2 separate regions of the Zea mays genome follow, and region 2 is linked to region 1. Evidence: chromatin contacts called from public Hi-C data. All regions are on one chromosome and are shown on one strand. The core of a region is the stretch at or near the end of the contact, and the rest is flanking DNA. Distances in the headings are between cores, read along the strand shown. Region 1 has its middle 61 kb from the start of LOC100276378. Region 2 holds the start of LOC100382238.

Evidence for each region. A called contact is a pair of places that touch in the nucleus more often than the background predicts.
Region 2: a Hi-C map of bundle sheath shows a contact between it and region 1, with 2.9 times the contacts expected there. The contact joins the promoter of LOC100382238 here to the enhancer-like site in region 1. A contact is called at or near these places in 3 of 25 Hi-C or Micro-C datasets (bundle sheath, ear and leaf).

Annotation. Positions count from the first base shown.
Region 1 is chr9:117,970,273-117,972,917 of Zm-B73-REFERENCE-NAM-5.0, forward strand. It overlaps the pseudogene LOC103640211. Among protein-coding and RNA genes, the nearest start is that of LOC100276378, 61 kb to the right of the region's middle. Within about 2 kb of position 1,294, at least 13 of the 20 cell types and tissues checked have an H3K27ac peak or open chromatin away from gene starts, as enhancers often do. A contact at or near this core is called in bundle sheath and ear, where this site is marked.
Region 2 is chr9:118,101,914-118,104,558 of Zm-B73-REFERENCE-NAM-5.0, forward strand. It overlaps LOC100382238, which reads left to right and starts at 1,321. Exons shown (of 1, transcript NM_001357017.1): 1 at 1,321-2,320. The coding sequence starts at 1,394. The coding sequence ends at 2,011.

The sequences.
Region 1 (2,645 bases), core at 44-2,543:
CTCAACCTCACAGGTGGAAAGCTTGGTTATCACTTGCGGAGTTTTGGTACAACACATCATATCATTCAGTTTTGGGCTATTCTCCTTTCAAGGTTCTTTATGGATATGATCCACCATTTGCTGCTGCACCGATGGTTCCAGTTGGGACTGATGAGGATGTATCAGCTCTATTAGCTGATAGAGCAAGGTTTACTGAGCTGTTGAAGGGCAAGTTGGCTGAGGCTCGTAACCGCATGAAATTGTATGCTGACAAGCTTCGGACTGAACGACAGTTTTCAAGTTGGGGAAATGGTTCTACTGAAGCTACAACCGTATGCGCAGCATTCTGTGGTGAATAGATCATGTCCCAAGTTGGCTTTCAAGTTTTATGGTCCTTATAAGGTGCTTGAACGAATTGGGGAAGTGGCTTATAGATTGGAACTGCCAGCCGAAGCGCAGGTGCACCCGGTGTTTCACATTTCTCAGCTCAAAGCTTTCACTCCTAACCATGTGTCTGTCTTCTCCACCTTGCCAAGATATGAGGATTTGAGTAAACAAGGTGTGGTTCCTTTGGAGATTTTAGACCGCGATTGGTCAAAAAGGGAAACAAGGCAGTGTCTCAGGTGCTTATTCGATGGAGCAACATTCCTCAGGAATCGGCCACATGGGAGGATTACTATGTGCTCCGTCAGAAGTTTCCGGATGCAAGTGCTTGGGGACAAGCAGGTTCTGTGGAGGGGGCAAATGTGACGACCACGGAGATATAGAGAGTTTGTATTGTATTCTTCATCTGTGTTGGGCTTTGGTTAGCTAAGTCATTAGCAGTAATCTCGTGTATTTGGGTCTAGGTTTAGCCGGCCCAACGTTTTCGTATAAAGAGTCTGTAATAGAGAGGATTTGAACAGAATAGAAAATACAGAAAGAGAAAGCAGTTGAACCTCCATACCTGAGTTTTGTCGGGTCGGTGAATGTGGCTCATGCCTCGGCGACTTTAGCCGGCGGCCAGGGGCGTTACATTTTATCACTGAAACTAGCAAAAGAATCTTAGGGCATAATTGTTCATCAATTAGTACCATTAAAGTGTTTTTATGCCGCCATAACCCATCATTGTTTAGTTAACACATCTGTATTATGGCCTCATCTTATGACACTAATGAGCACGTACGGACCAAACATTTTCAGGGATATTGTCGGAAACTATGCAGATATACTGTTTGCCAACGCCAGTGAAGCAAGGGCCTACAGCCTACTGCGAGCTACCCTCAACAGACAGCCCCATGTCGGCCACAAGATGCTTGAGCCACTCCGTTCCTCTAGTATCCGTGACCGACGGCATGCATGGCTCCTACATCGGGGTGAAAGGTGAAGCAATATACGTCCCTCCACCACCCTGCATACCCGTGGACACTTGTGGCGCTGGCGACGCATACGCTTCCGGGATTCTGTATGGCATCCTCCGGGGTGCTTCTGACCTGAAAGGCATAGGCCTACTCGCCTCGCGGGTAGCTGCTGTTGTCGTCGGGCAGCAAGGCACGCACCTGCGGGTCCAGGACGCCGACAGACTGGCTGAATCATTTGCACATCACCTGGATAGCTTGGAGTTCTGCTCGGATGTTTGGATAGAATAGATCACTTCGCCAACGTCTGTATCTGGTTTAGTCCAACCCCCAGAAATCTATCAGGGCCGGGCTGTCTCCAGAAACAGGGGTTCCAGAACGAAAGGTAAACGGGGCTCTAAATTTTTAAAAGTTGCACTGATCATATATTTAAGACACATTTTTCATGTACATATATTATTATTTCCCACAATCTGTAGGGATTAATCAATTGTTAAATTTAAATCAGTTAAAGTATTACTGATCCAAGTTCTACTGAAAAGCGTCATTTGTCTAGTATTTCTCAAAATAAAATCTCTAATTATAGCTTCATAATAATATCCTCCAAGACAACATTTTCAAGTACATTTTCGGTCTTTTTTCATAGTAAACCAAAAAAGCTAGCTTAAATTAATTGATATGGTATTTATATATTAACTATTTTCTATTAATTCATTAAAATAGTTCAAAATAATGAAACAAAAGAAGTACAAGCCTTCAAATTAGGGTTAGTGATGCTGTGATGGCGTGGTCATGTGATGCCAAAATGTATAGTGCCTCAGCCCTTCAAACAAGAACAAACATATAAAAAAGCCAGCAATAGGAAATTAGAAATTTGAAACATGCAAGGGTCCGTTTGGATGTAGATACTCGGGATGTTAGAGTCGTATTAGATCCAATACTAAATATGTCTAGTAATGAAAATGAGCTGTAATACAAATCTGTTGTTTGGAAGTGACTGAAATTGCAATTGTAGCCAATGCAAAGGGTCCTAGCTCTGAATTGTATTAAGAGACAACTTCTAGTTATAGTCCAATATTGAAGAATTGAACTTTAATTCTAACTCTGAATTCATTAGACAACCAAACAATGGAATTTAGAAATCCTAATTCTAGTTTCCAATTCCGGACTTCAATATCTACATCCAAACGGGGTGATAGCGTTACACTGGTACTATGATAGATAGGGATACTGCTTGTGGACCCATTTGATATTCTTTGGTTGCCATCCCTATTGCCATAATTGGAACCACACAGATTTTTTTGGGCATGAAAAATACAATGGCACGGT
Region 2 (2,645 bases), core at 71-2,570, 130 kb after region 1:
CTAGGAGCCATTGGAGCTCCATTTGGTAGGCTTTGGTTGCCTTCTGTCCGCGGGTGCACCGGACTGTCCTGCGCTCCAAGTGACCGTTGTCCCTCGGTCGACGTGGCAGGTAGTCGTTGGCTAGCTGGCACACCGGACTGTCCGACATTCTGCGCGAACGGTTCGATGAATTATAGCCGATGTAGGCTGAAATTCCCGAGAGCAGCCAGTTGGCCGGATCGTGCATCGGACTGTGCGGTGCACACCGGACTGTCCAGTGCTACGCACTCTAGCCCAACTTCTCATTTTTTCAATCTTATTCTCTTTTGATCCTTTTGTTTTGACTTCATAAAGTCCCTGGCACTTAGACAAATAGGATTAGTTCACAAAACAATTGACTAAGTGTCCAGAGCTTACATTTTTCACTTGGTCCCATATAGATTTATATTGTGTCCTCTTCCAAGCTCAATTTACTTCGTGTACATTTGCTCATTTCTCATGTTAGTATAAACATAATGTGGTGTGCATTTAATCACCAAAACAATATAAAAATGACCCAAGGGCACATTTCGCTTTCACTGAGTCATATACTAGTTGTTTGACTACTAAATATATAGCTAGGGTCGGACACTATAGATTTGATTTAGGGATTCGGGGCGACCGCCCCTTTACCCTACCCTCGAGCCTGACGCTCCATATACAATAGTCTAAGCCGGTATGTTTATGATAAATTGAGACATGTTGCACTTCTATTGGGCTTATTTGGTTCTCTCCTAGTCTCCTGATGAAGTCTGATCTGGACAACAATTTAGGCGCCTGATTTCGACTAGGAGGCTACGACCTAAACAAGGCAAATCTAACACGCCCTAAGGTCATTCTCAATGCATAGTTTCACAAGAAGTTTCATACAATAATTAGAGTGGCACATCATATTTTTAGATGATATGGCACCCTATTTATTATGAAATTGATGAAAATAGTTTCATCACTATGAAACTATGTGAACTCATTTCCAAGACATTGAAAAACACATGAAACCACCATTTAGAATAAATCGTTTCATCTCTATTTATTTTATGCATTTATATTGGTTATTTAGATGCAACATTTAATTGATATTGTAACCTATATAATCGTGAAAGGAAACTTTGTATTAAGAGTGTATGTTTTATTTTTTATTTTATCTCGTCTTGATGATATGGTAGTATTAGAAATAATGCAACAAAAAGAATGGTCTAATATAAAATGCAGTACCGCAACAGGCAGCCGGCTACATGGCCTGATGGGCGCGAGGGATAAAAGCCCAACTCCCAATTCCCCATCTCGCTTGCTGTGTACTCGCGCTCCAGCTCACCATTTCTCCTCTCCCTTCCCTTCCCTAAGCATCTCAGCGAATCCAATCGATCCGAAGGCGATGGACCAGCAGGGTGCGGGCGGGGACGTGGAGGTGCCGGCGGGGCTGGGGCTGACGGCGGCGGAGTACGAGCAGCTGCGTCCGACGGTGGACGCGCACCACCGCTACGCCGTGGGGGAGGGCCAATGCTCCTCGCTGCTGGCGCAGCGCATCCACGCGCCGCCGGCCGCCGTCTGGGCCATCGTCCGCCGCTTCGACTGCCCGCAGGTGTACAAGCACTTCATCCGCAGCTGCGCGGTCCGGCCGGACCCGGACGCCGGCGACGCCCTCCGCCCCGGCCGCCTCCGCGAGGTGTGCGTCATCTCGGGCCTCCCCGCCAGCACCAGCACCGAGCGCCTGGACCACCTCGACGACGCCGCCAGGGTGTTCGGCTTCTCCATCACCGGGGGCGAGCACCGCCTCCGGAACTACCGCTCCGTCACCACCGTCTCCGAGCTCGCGGGCCCCGGGATCTGCACCGTCGTGCTCGAGTCCTACGCCGTCGACGTCCCCGACGGCAACACCGAGGACGACACCCGCCTCTTCGCCGACACCGTCATCAGGCTCAACCTCCAGAAGCTCAAGTCCGTCGCCGAGGCCAGCACCTCCAGTTCCGCACCCCCGCCGCCGTCGGAGTAGCGGGCGGCCGGAATCGGCAAGGGGAGAAACGCAGCAGCAAGTTTTGGGCGTTTTTCTGTTATTTCACTTCTCTGGGAAATGGTCTCTCTGAATTAAATCTGATCGTGGATGGATTTGGACTGGACGAGAGGAGGAGAGGAGGGGTCGGGTCAGCTTGAATCAGGTGTCGCGTTGCCAGGGTGGCGACCTGTAATAACCTCTCCTTCATCTCCTAGATTCATTCCTTTCATCTCCTAGATTCATTCCTTTCATCTTTGCTTCTTCCAGAATTTGGTTAATTTCAGCTTTACGCGAGTGGAATGATTCCTTAGAATTGCTGCTTCTCATATATCTTTGCATTGCATGTTCGCGTTGCATGTTTGCAAGTAGTAGTAATCTTCTTGCATGTGATCCTGATCCATTGCGTAGTTTGTTTGCAGTACAAATGCAAGGTAAAGCCTAGTGTTGCTAGCGCTACAGGATCACTGACTGGTCAATTGTCCTTCATCTAATTAGTTCCACTCATGTCTTCTTAGCAGCTGTTCACTGGTGATGAGTATGCATGGTTAATTTCGTTGCTGCACCTGAATTTGCTGAGTAACTTGAGAATGAAGAGGAAAAAAGAAACACTGTGCGGTTCATTCTTTTCTCGCGT